Regions from separate parts of the Mus musculus genome. Here region 2 is linked to region 1. The links are chromatin contacts, called in public Hi-C maps. All regions are on one chromosome and are shown on one strand. The core of a region is the stretch at or near the end of the contact, and the rest is flanking DNA. Distances in the headings are between cores, read along the strand shown. Region 1 has its middle 25 kb from the start of Dld. Region 2 overlaps Cog5 (component of oligomeric golgi complex 5).

Evidence for each region. A called contact is a pair of places that touch in the nucleus more often than the background predicts.
Region 2: a Hi-C map of the N1E-115 cell line shows a contact between it and region 1, with 5 times the contacts expected there. The contact joins two enhancer-like sites. A contact is called at or near these places in 3 of 484 Hi-C or Micro-C datasets (the N1E-115 cell line, cortical neurons and gonadal supporting cells) and 1 of 115 datasets of contacts at active chromatin or transcription factors (embryonic basal ganglia).

The regions. Positions count from the first base shown.
Region 1 is chr12:31,373,395-31,379,882 of GRCm38.p6, reverse strand. No RefSeq gene overlaps it. Among named protein-coding and RNA genes, the nearest start is that of Dld, 25 kb to the right of the region's middle. Within about 2 kb of position 3,397, at least 52 of the 459 cell types and tissues checked have an H3K27ac peak or open chromatin away from gene starts, as enhancers often do. A contact at or near this core is called in the N1E-115 cell line, where this site is marked.
Region 2 is chr12:31,892,901-31,899,388 of GRCm38.p6, reverse strand. Cog5 (component of oligomeric golgi complex 5) reads right to left here. Exons shown (of 23, transcript NM_001163126.1): 18 at 5,181-5,418. It also overlaps the pseudogene Gm35666. Among named protein-coding and RNA genes, the nearest start is that of Hbp1, 54 kb to the left of the region's middle. Within about 2 kb of position 2,953, at least 109 of the 459 cell types and tissues checked have an H3K27ac peak or open chromatin away from gene starts, as enhancers often do. A contact at or near this core is called in the N1E-115 cell line, where this site is marked.

The DNA of each region.
Region 1 (6,488 bases), core at 2,148-4,647:
ACATTAAGCACTCCTTTATCTCCTGTACTCATGCTGTTTCTGATAGCATGGAGTTATAAACATTAACAGGAAGAACGTTCCTCCGAGGAACATGAAAATATGTACAGTATTATACAAATAGGCCTTATGCTCACAGCAGCCATCAACACTTGTGGAGGCCCACGCCAGCTCTTCCTGTCCCAGAGACAGAAACCTTGTTATTCTGCCCCACCAAGGCCATGAAGGACTCAGCAGACTACAACTCTCTTGTCTGTAAGATAGAGAAATAGTACTTATATAAGTAACACATATATCACAAAAAGCAACAGGCTGGTTCTGGGGGTTAAATAAGTCTCAATGCACCCACTTGAATCTGTGGTATATTTTGTGGGGCTTGGTAGGGGGTTTGTGTATTTCTGACTATATATATATACATATATATATATATATACCCACACATATATAATTTTATAAAATTATATATATTTTTTTGTATACTATAATTATTATATAATACATTAATACTTGTTTATTAATATCTTAACGTGTTTAATATTATATTTAAGTATAATTTACATAGTTTGTCCTATGTGAACTGTCTACTTTACTGCCCACCCACCAACTCGGGCTTGTTTCTCTTTAACTCTTTTCTAAGTGCCCTTTGAATAGTAACAGCAAGCCTCTCTCACATATACTAGTAAATATTTTTCCTGGTTTTCATTTGCCTCTTGATGATGCTTACGGTATTTTTCCTTCATAGTAATCTCAAAGCTTTGGTTATTTTGGTCCTATTTGATTTCAATGACTTAGCCCCGCATACCTAAGAACTGTTTTTCATGTTTATGACTATTCTAATATTTTTTTACATCATTGTGTCAAAAATTTTTTTTCTAAATGACATTTTAAAAGAATGTTTTTGTAAATAACCTTTATAAATGTTTGTGTATTTACTGGCTGATATAGTGACATGCCAGTGAACTGTTTGCATGCGTGATGTTCTGTGCCTTGACTTATTTTCCATTTTTCAACATGATAGATATAATGTTTGCATAATGTATTTTGTCATAACTTGAAGACACTTAGTCTGCCTTTGCAACTTCAGTGAGACATTGTATCTTTATAATTTTTCACAGCAGAGAAAGTATCTTGCTAGTATAGATGAGGAAACATCTAGTTGCTGGGTAATTTACATGGTGGTGAAGACGCTGATGTCAATCTGTTCGTTAAAGAGGTCAGAACAGGGGCTGGAAAGATGGCTCACTGATGCTCTTTCAGAGGTCCTGAGTTCAAATCCCAGAAACCACATGGTGGCTCACAACCATCTCTAATGGGATCCAATAAATGCCCTCTTCTGATGTGTCTGAAAACAGCTACAGTGTACTCATATAAATAAATAAATCTTTAAGAAAAAAAAAAAGCCAGAGCAGTTTGATTATGCCAATATTGAGTGAGAACAGAGTAACATGTTTTCCATGGTTCTGTGTCTTTTGGATCTTTGATAATCTTATATGGTACATGAACGATATCTCATCCATTTTTGTGATTGTTAGTGAGCTAGAATCTCTCTTTATAACTAAGTTCATTGACTCGGGCAGAGGACTAGTGTTCTAGTTTGCATTCTATTGCTTTAATAAACAGCATGACAAAGAGCAACTAGAGGGAAGAAAAGGACTTATCTTACAACTCCCAGGTCACAGTCCACAGGAAAATCAGGGCAAGAACTCAAGGCAGGAACCTGGAGGCAAGAACTCAAGCAGCAAAGACTGTGAAGGAAGCCACACACTGGCTTGCTTCTTGTGACTTCTCAGCCTTCTCTCTTATACACCCCAGGACCACCTACCCAGAGATGGCACTGCCCATAGTGGGCTGGATCTTTCCACATCAATCACCTACCAAGAAAATGCCCACAGACTTGCCTACAGGCCAATCTGATGGATACATTTTCTCAGTCCAAGTTCCCTCTTCCCATAGGACCCTTGAGTCAAGTTGACAGAAAAACAAAAAACAAAAAACAAAAAACAAAAAAACAACAACAAAAAAAAAACCCGCCCAACCAGCATAACAAGGATTAGACAAGCCCACTAAAGCGGACTGACACTCAGAAGGCAGAATTAGGAAACAAAAGACAGTAGGTAGCTCAGGGGACAGGGCTTTATGTATGAAACCAGTGGTCATCTGAGAAAGAGGGCAGGTTTCAAGGAGGCAAAACACATAGGACTGGCTGGCTTGGAGAAGAGTTGTGGGAAATAAGGGCAGTGGTTAAGGTACACCAGGGACAAGGGTAACTATTCCCATCACTGAGCTTGAAGAAACTTGAGAAGAACTGGCTATCAATAGAAAACGGAGGAGGAAGATGAATGCAATGGGTACACGGAGGAGGAAAAAGAGCTCTGCCCGTGTGGCGTGCTTATTCTCCCGCACACAGATACCCACAAAGCAATGCGCTTCGGGTGCTTCGCTACAAAGGAGACTGGCTTCGTGGCCCTGCATCCAAACACGCCACTGTTGTGGGAGGAGCTGCTTTGAGTGGAGCAGTGGCTGAGCATTCTGGGAGATCAGGAAGTGCATCCACAGCAGATGAGGTGGAGACTCTTGCCTGGTGAGCTCCAGAGCCCGAGGGTTTCATGAAGTCATATTGTGGGTAGGACAAAGAAGTGACAAGAGACGCTTTGGGAGTACCCTCATCCACTAAGAGAATACACAAACGGCTTGTGAGCCTCAACCCAGACACCTGCCCCCACTGTGTCGACTCTTCTAGTCTTTCCTAAGTCTAAGGATCCCGAGCCAGGAAGCTGAGAACATGCTCAGTTTTCTCTTATTTACTCCCTAGTGCCTCAAGCACTGACCTTTACCTTGCGTGGTCGAATGGTCGAATGGTCGCACAGTCTCTTCTCCGATTTCATAGATGTTAATATAGTTCAAACACTCAACACTCTGATTTAGGTACTTCAAGAATTCATCCTTTTAAGATAAGAGAAACTCTGAAAAGCAATCCTCTTGAGGGAAAGAGATAAGGAAATACTCTTTCTTGTTGATCCCAAGCCAGAGAAACAGGCAGAGCGAACATTCCAGGGCTACCCAAGACAATCAAACAACCACAGGATGCCCGCTTCTTTCTTTGAGCAAACCTTAGCTGATCTATTTATCACCAAATAGCATGTTAATGTATCCTTGCCACTTAGCTTTCATCCATTTGAACAGTAATTTCCTTATTTATGCATGTGTGTATGCAGGCGCATGTGTGTGGGGGGGTGTATAGGGAAGCCAGAGGTTGGTGTCAAATGTCTTCTTCAGGAAGGGACGGGAATCTCTCGCTGAACCTACAACTCGTTTGTTTTGCTTATTTTGGCGGGACAGGGAGCTCCCTCTACCTCCCTATGCTGGGATTACGGTGTGTGCTGCGGTAGTGAGGTTTATTTACAAGGATGCTGGAGATTGAAACTGAGGTCCCCACGCCTGCCGGGCAAGCCCTTTACCAGCTAAGCCTTTTCCCAGCCTTGCTGCCTCTGTTTTTAACTATTTGTTTCCCAGCCTCGCTTCCTCTGTTTTTAACTATTTCTTTCCCAGCCTCGCTTCCTCTGTTTTTAACTATTTCTTTCCTAGCCTCGCTCCCTCTGTTTTTAACTATTTGTTTCCCAGCCTCGCTTCCTGTTTTTAACTATTTGTTTCCCAGCCTCGCTCCCTCTGTTTTTAACTATTTGTTTGCCACTCCATCAATGCCAAGGTGTACTAGTCAGAAGTCTTTTTGTTGCAGCTAATAGAGATTCCACGCCCACCCCCACCCCCCAATTTTTTTGTGTGCAAAACAATATATGTTAGCTAGTTAGACCTGAAGCATGCAGGGGTAGAGCCAAGCACAAGCATGGCTTCCTTGAGGACTCTGAGTCATTCCGAAGCTGCTTCTTTATTTTGATTGGCTCTAAATTCCTTTTTATTTGATCTATTCTAATGTACTTGGAGTAAAACAGTGCAATGTCTTATCTCTGTGTCCACTTGAGCATCTAAAGTCTTCATCTCTTTCTCCTCCTCCTCCTTCTCCTCTCCCTCCTCCTCCTCCTCTTCCTTCTCCTCCCCCCTCCTTCCTGTGATGTAAGTCTGTGAACTAACGACTGTGGCCACGCTTGAGTATCAAGCCCTACCCATGTAAGGGTCCATGACTCACCAAAGAATCATACCCCAGACTCAAATAGTATGCAAAAGCAGAGAGTGTTTTATTCTGCAGACATCTGCATGCTGGGGTCTACCATCTACCATGATGGAGGTGCCCCAGTAAGCTTCCAGTCCAGACTTAAAGCATATTAGGGGAATTCTGGGGAGGGGTAGGTGACCTCTATCTTAATCGTTGGCTCTATCTCTAGAGACATTCCAGAACCCATTGCTGGGGTGGGGGTGGGGGACTGGAAACTGTTGCTGAGGAAGTCTGGAAACTGCGGCTGACCCTTTGTCCTTGCCTCAGGCCAGGGGGCAGGGCCTGGACTTGCCCAGACTTGCCCAGTTCGTAGTAACAAAGATTTAGGCCTAGTCTCCTGAACTGCCAATTTGAAGCCTGTCAAGAAGTCAGCCTACCTCATCCGTAGTTTTCAGAGCAGAGATGTCCAATACAGATAAATTGATAGCCACTGACGTGCAGACAGATAAAGGCAACATATATAAATTATATTCTAACAGTCATGTGTTTTTTTAAAAAGTAAAAAAGGAACGGGGTCTTGGGTGTGTTTTCACACATGTAATCACTACACAGCGTTTGGGAGGCTTAGGCAGGAGGATTATGAGAAGGCTACACAGCAAGATGTGTGTGTGTGTGTGTGTGCATGTGTGCAAGAGAGAGATTGATTTTTTTTTAACCAATTAAATACAATGTTATTATTTTAACATGTAATCAACATTTCTGAGACAGCAAAACCTATCATTTTAACTGAGTTTTCAACCACAATCCACTGGAGGGTGGGATGAGACATCCTTTGAGAAACAGTATCCTTGAGACACCTTTACTCCTCTGTGCTTCCAAACTCACCTTTGGAGTGGTCAGAGGAGAAAGGCCTGATGACCGGTGTGAGCTGTCAGGAATGAAGGCGGGATTGATACTGGGCGGAGCCAGGGTTACACAGATGCTGCTGTTACTGCTGCACTGCTGCCCTCTGCTGGTTATATTATATCACAACCATATAAACAAAAAGGACGCTGGGCGTTTGTGAGCCCTTGACGTTTCTGGCAGTCTTCTTTCACAGGCTCTTGAAGTGACTTTCTTTTTGGAATTTTGATGCATTACAGAGCCTAGGAAATTTTCATGGGGTTACTGTGGATCATCTTACCGATGTCCCTCACAGGGTTTTCTCCACCTTTCATGGCAGTCAGCTACACACTGCAAGTATTCATGTTTCTGTTTCTGTGTATTTTCCACTTCTTTAAAAGAACACAAATGGAGAAGATTCTCTTACATCCCAAGCTTTCTTCAGCCATTAAGTACTGGATGGCACTCTCACCTCTGTGGCTTGTGAAGACACTGCTTGGTATATTTGAAGAACATTGTAATGTTATTATAAAACAAATCTTAAAATTTACACAATGCCTTATTAAATTCATTTTTTTAATGTCTGGTTCAAAACTCTCCTCTTTGTAGTTGTATCCTGAACTACTTATGGACGAAGGGTTTGATGACTGGAATTTCACCCAAAAGTGACAAGTTGAAGAAATACTGGCCACAATGTAGTCATTGTTGACACTGGACAAGAGGTGCAGGGGGACCATTATGCTAGTTTGTCTCTTTGAAGTATATTTTAAATTACTCTCCAAAGAGTAAAAAGAGCAACAAAATTGCAAATTCTTCCCAACATTCTGTGTAGTACTGTACACACCGTGGCTACTACATGCTACTCTGTTACTTACTACTGTGGGTTAGAACTTCATTGTTTCCGGGCAGGTTATAATTGCCTTCTTAAAAGACAAACTCAAAGGACAAAAAAAAAAAAAAAAAAAAAAAAAAAAAAAAAAAAGGCATGCTGGCTCACACCTGTGATCCCAGCATTTGAAAGACAGAGGCAAGTAGACTACTCAGATCTGAGGCCAGCCTGTTCTATGTAGTAAACAGACCAGCTATGGCTACATAGTAAGCCTCCATCTCTAAATAAATAAATAAACCAACCAACCTACAAAACGAAGCAAAAAGATAAGCTAAAAAATGAATTGGCAGGGCTGGAGAGATATTTCAGAGGCTCAGAGTACTTATTGCTCTTGTTTAAGTCCCAGCACCCATAGGGTGGCTTACAACCATTCATAACTCCAGTTGCAGGGAGTCTAACAGGCACGGTGCACATATATACACATGCAGGGAAGACATCTACTCATATAAAGTATGATGAGTACACCTTTAAAAATTAAAAAATAAATAATTGGCTAGTGCACTTACAGAAAATAATTAAATAGGAATATATTTAGTTAGACATTCTAAGGAAATTCCTTCAGAGACATAGACATCAAAGGGACTGGGTGAAATGGAACACTTGGTGAAG
Region 2 (6,488 bases), core at 1,704-4,203, 520 kb before region 1:
AAGGACTCTTGAAGAGGAGCAGGGTTTAGTTCTCAGCACCCACATGGTGGCTCACAACTGCTTGTAACTCCACTGCCAGGGATCTGGTGACCCCTTCTGTGTTCCTTCCGCAGACACGCAGATGGAGCATATATATACATGAAGGCAAATGCTCAAACACATAAAACGAAAACAAAATAGGTCTTTAAAAGTTCTAAAATTATCAGTATTTAATTTTTTCTTATTTAAACTATTAATATAATTAATATATTATTAATTATAATTAATATAATCTGTCCCCATGCAAGAAATTAGCAAATGTTGGTTTCACTTCCTTTTATTTTCCTGCTTTGACTGGAAACTCTACTTGACATTAATGGCTCCTGGTTCTTTATCTACCGCATGCTCAGGCAAATTGTTTGCCATTTCTGGTACACAGAGGAAACTGGTCCTCCAAGCTCACTAAAAATGTGCTCCATATAAAGACAAGGTTAGAAAGCGGCTGAGGGCAAATTATTCCCCAATAGTGCAGTGTCTTTATTTAAGAAACACACAGGGAAGCAAGTCACTGGATCAGCGCCCTCATGAAACAGCACTCAACACTCCTTGCCAATGGGGGCCCCAGACGCTTAATCAATCGTCATTTGGGCAGCAAGTTCTACTCCCGACTCACAGCCAGGTGCCACGTTATATGTGAGCATGAGGCAGGGAATTAGAAGGAGATTGTCTCTCTTTTAAGAATTCTCATATTTAGTGAGGGTTTTTTTTTAATGTAACTATTCAACAAGATCATAGACCATGTATAAATGTGTACATGAACACACAAATATCCATGCCCAAATAGCTTTATAATGTTGTTAAATGTTAGTTGTACTGCTGAAATAGATACAGTACGCATACAGAAGTCCACAGACTTGTTACTAGGCCATGAGAGCACACCGAGAGGCCTGCAGCGGGTTCTGAGACGCGCAGGGCAGCCTCCTTGTGATGCTTTTGTGTTAGGTCAGTGCCAATCTTCTGGTACTAAAGACTCAAAATAAACACCAACATTCAGAATAAACACTAAGTCTTAAGGGGAAAATCTTACATGATTAGAAAACTCTAAAATACAAAGGCTAAAGAAATAAAAATTTAAAGAAGAAAATGCCAGTGTTCTTGCTGACAAGATAAGAACAGCTGGGGACCACTGTTCTCAAACCCAGGTCAGGGCTGATGGGCTAGTCTTCGGGCCTTGTTGGGAGTTCTGGTCTCCATCAGAATCGAACAGTTGCTCTGCACTGAACACAAGTAACTACGTAATCGGCACAAGCTTCTGATTGGCTAAGTCTATCCCACCAATAACTGTGGTGTGCATATACGGGTTTCCAAGCACATATTCTGTGATGTAATTTCTATGACATATTTTGGTCATCTTTTTCTTCCTATTACCCTTGTGATTCATTCAAAGATCAACCCAAACAGCCTTTGACCTAGCCTGGAGTAAGACTAAATGTTAAAACAATTAAATAGCTATGGAAAAGTTCCTGTATGAAAGATTATCGCCTCAAATGACTGTGAGCTCTGTGATGACACAGACAGATTTCAAAGGCTAAATCTTTCAGATAAATTTTTAATCTATAATGACCCCCGAGGGACTGAAAAGTCATTTCCCTTTAAACACTGAAGTCCATGCTTGAAGGCGGAGTTCTGTGCTGGAGGAGTCTGCGGGGTTACAGATGGACACACGGTGGTAGGCCTCTGGGCTGCTGCCCCACCTGGCTGCTACTCAGTACCCACCAGGCACGTGGTCAGCCACCGGACACACCTACATGTTTCAGGGGTGTTCGTACACTGACAATGGACAAGAGAAAAAAGGCAAGAGGAGTCAGAACCAACAGTGGTTTGCTTTCCTTCCTAACTCACACTTTTGAGGCAGTGTGGGAAAGATAAAAATGTATCCTTAAAGGGCACCAGAAAATGTATGAATAGAAACTGCTAGGAGCATCAGTAAAGGATTTAATTCCAACTTCAATATCTGTTCTTTTCCTCGGAGGAAAAAAGAGAGCTGAGTGAGGCACAGGGGGATGGCGCTTCAGCAGACAGTGGGCATGTCTGCCCTGAGTGGGACTAGGCAGAACCCTGCGGGCGTGGACAAGCTCAGGGCTTTTTGAACTGCTGTGTGATTAGTGTAGACAAAGAGGCAATGTGGTCCCAGCAGGAAATTAATTACCTGTAGGAAGCCACCTCATGCTCATGACCTAATTCTTAGGGGACCTATGCCGCGCACTTCCCTCAGTAAGAGCCCTCCAGATGGCAGCCTGCAACTACCTTTTCTCTGCACTGGCGCCCTGTGGAGGTCAGGATTGTTTCAAGAGTCCTTATGACGCTTCACTTATTGTCTTTACTGCTAAACTTCATGTCAAAATCTACCCAAATTCCTTCTGTTGGCCTTTTCTTGAGCTCTGCTTTCAGCCAAACAGCAGGGACTTTCATCACAGGAACCCTTTGCAAAGACACAGAGAACCCTGTGCTTTGGAGCCCAGTAACCTCAGTGGCCTGGTTTAATTGTGATTACAAATCGACAGACCTTTCAGTTACTCGCCAGTTAAAAGGCTCTGGTCCCCAATGGCTGCCTGTGAAGCAGACACATTTCAGGGAAATGTTATTTGAGAGTTTTGACTAATCCAGACAAAACATTTCCAACCAAACGGGACTCTGAAAGCTGGGGTTCACACACAATTACAGTTTTGATCTAGTGAAATCAAAACCCCAGTTCAAAGTTTAATTAGAAAAACAGTGGAGTCCTGATTCTGACCTAACACCCGGGAAGGGTTTGCTAATACTACTGGACGCAAACGCCACGCTTCAACGTGTCTTTCCTGAGCCAGGCTAAGAGGAATGGTAGGATCTTGTTAAACTGGGTCACACTGTGGAGCAGCAAACCAAGGGTAGGTGCAGGGGCTGAGCCTCCACAACTAAACCCTACAGCACTGCTATAAAGTCCACTCAGCACAGAGAAAACACCATTTCTAAACACAAGAATCTGTCAAACATAAGTAACAGAGTTTCATTTATCCTGAGGAGGAAATGGCTTCAGAAGGTACTATGTCTTTAAAAAGAAAGGGGGTGGGGGATGGAGATACAATTCTGAGTGCTGCAGCTCACCCCACCACTGGAGGCTGTGCACTGTGAGCCAGGGTTAGCTGCAGTGGGGGGCTGCCATCTTTCAAGAGAACACATCATTACAATAAGCAAGCCTCCCTCTCCTATGGCACTCACTCTGGCCATCTCCTGCTCAGCTGCCATTCTAATTGGACTTGAAGTGCTGCCTCCAGGAAAGTGACTCAAGGACCAGCTGGAGAAGAATGCAAATAAGCTGGTGGGGGAGGGAGCCGCAGAGGAGGAGGAGAGGAGACAAACAAAACCTAGGAGAGGGCCAGGAGACAGACCTATCAGAGATATTTTTAAGGAGTAAGACAGGTCCTTGGACACACGGACACAACTGCCTCCATAAGTCATTATTCAGAGAGAAGGAAGGTGACAAAAATGGACAAGGTTAAACCATTTGAATGGGAGCATTTAATTTCTTTTCTCACATGTACCTATTAAAGGTATCTTTTCCAAAGGAAGGTTTATTTTGTGTAGTTTCACAGCCTCATTTGCGGAATGAAAATAACTGCTTGATCAATTACAAGCAAGGAGCTTTTGAAAGCCAGGTTTGGGCCTTAAGTATGCTGCAGGGTGGGAGCACCTGGCAGCCATGACCCTGAGCAGGAGGCCCAGGGCATGCTCTCAGACACACAGGGACTCAGTGCTGACAGGAGTAATTATCTGTATGTCCAAGGACGACCGGGCAGACTGCAATGGAGACTCCCATGAATGACTACTGAGATTAGTAAAGCTAACAGCTTTGAAAGGGTTAAGAACTGGATTCACCCCTGAGTCATCTGCTTCTGAAGACACTGGGTGCTTAGGGCCTTTTCTCTGCTTCTGATTCCTGAAGGGGTAGGAGGAAGACTCGGGTAGTTGCAGGTAATTTTAAGGCTAGCCACAGGGGCAAAACAGTACTGCACTTAGTGAAGAACCCATATAATCAGGCAGTATCTTCAGGCACCCTGCCTGTCTCTCACTGAACACAGACGCTCACTGCTCACTATCCGGGCTAGGGTTGTTCTTCTCAGGATAGCACGCGGCTCCATGGCTCCATTCCTGCTGTTTACAACATCAGCTCATTGCGTACATTATTTTGAGCCAAGTAAACCAATGATTATTATTGGCTTTAGGGAGATGAGAAAATAGAAATAATACAAAGTGTTGCTTTATTGTGACATAAGATACTTTGCCTTAATCTTGAACAATCAAAGATGATTTTTAATTTTGTTAAAAAGAAAAACAGCATTTGTGTGTGTGTGTGTGTGTGTGTGTGTGTGAGCTGATAGCGCTCCTTTGAACATAGTGAATGTGCCTAAGACCTGCTGGATATTCTGCAAGAAATGTGGGAAGCACCCACCCCACAAGGTGACACAGTACAAGAAGGGCAGGGTTCTTTGTATGCCCAGGGAAAGCGGCGCTATGACAGGAAACAGAGTGGCTACGGTGGGCAGACCAAGCCTATTTTCCGCAAAAAGGCTAAAACTACAAAGAAGATTGTGCTGAGACTGGAGTGTGTTGAGCCCAACTGCAGATCTAAGAGGATGCTGGCTGTTAAGAGATGCAAGCATTTTGAACTGGGAAGCGACAAGAAGAGAAAGGGCCAAGTGATCCAGTTTTAAGCCAATTTTGTTATGAAGACAATAAGATCTTGACCTTTCACCCCCTTTGATTGCAGTTGGTCTTTTGGGAGGGAATAAATTAAAAGCTTCCAGAAATTAAAAAAAAGAAAAAAAGAAAGAGAGAAAGAAAGAAAGAAAGAGAGAGAGAGAGAGAGAGAGAGAGAGAGAGAGAAAGAAAGAAAGAAAGAAAGAAAGAAAGAAAGAAAGAAAGAAAGAAAGAAAGAAAGAAAGGAAGAAAGAAAGAAAGAAAGAAAGAAAGAGAAAGAAAGAAAGAAAGAAAAACAAAATAGTATTTGGTACAATATTTTAAAACTCTTTTTTGTAGTGAATTAGTTTCAGGTGGGTTTTCTTTTCTCTTTAGCTACATGAATAGTTAAGACACTGATGTTTACTTAATACATAACAGTGAGGCTCAAACATTAGTTCCCTTGGAACAATGCATCAATTTACCTGTGCAAAATCAGCAGCAAGTCGCAGTTTCCCACCTTCACCAAGAGGTCTTATGAGACTGGCATTGCGGATAAAAAGTTCAATGGCTCTTTGGGCAATAGCTTCAGTGTTGTCAAAAACAAAATCCAAGCATTCAAAGTGTTTAAAGTAGTCATTCATAACTCTGGCAATGAAACCTTGTAGCTCTTTCATGTACAGGGAACAAGGAACATCAGGTTTTCCTGAGCTGCTTGATGCCCTATAAAAGGGAAAAAAATTTCAGCATTGATGCACAAAGCTACAAATATATTTTGCCCCTGGTTACTATTTCAATCCTGTGCAATTTATTTTTCCTATTAGTGATATAAAAGCACCAATTTTGTTTTGTTTTGCTAAGTATTAAAGAAAATAAAACAATGTTTAAGTTGTATTCTTAAATTTGTGTTTAGATCCTGTGAAGATTACTTACGGATTTTAGCATGCTTTTACTTAAAAGATTATGAAGAATAAAACACAGCTATCTGTCTGAGATGAATCACACGCTGGCCTTTCAATGTCTGACGCAGCTTCCAGCTCTCCGTCCATTCCTATGTTTTGCCTGGTAAGTGAATGTGTCAATAATAGATTCTGAGATGACATTTTATACTTCTCAAGGGCAGAACATGCTTGGTGGCAGCCCCTGCTCTTGCAGTTGGTCACATCAGTCCGATGGCAGCACGGTGACAGAGGGACGGTTGTGTAACAATATGCAGTATGCAGTTTTTCTCCTCCAGATGAGGTTTAGAAAGGCTTTAATTTGGAAAAGTAGATGATACCAGCTGTGCTTCATGATATACTATTTATAACTTATAAATGTTTACAACTGCCCTTTAAAGAATATATTCAAAGAATATGAAATATTTATAGGGAGGAGGGGTTATACCAAAATTAGAAATCACCTGATCCTAGCTAATAGATGAGATCATTGACTATATAATGCTGAGTTTTGTCCAAAAAGCAAGGGAGATGTTTCCAACTTCTGAGAGTGATGCAGAGGAAATGGAAATGGTCTAGAGATGAACACCAGCCATGACTGAAGTCTCTGAGACAGAGAGCAACGTGAACTTGATAACCTTCACAGCAAAGCAATGGCAGCTATAATAAGAGGTCTCCCACCTCCAGAAGAAGACAGAACTAGGGGAAGCTCCAGAGTATGAAAGGCTGTCCTAATGACGGAGGCTCCCCACCAGGTCCACGGTACAGCGTGCTCAGGCTCAGTGTCTTGGCAGGGTGCTGTGTGCTGCCTGAGCAGAGCCGCTTTGGGTCCTGATGGCGAGCACCATATGGGAT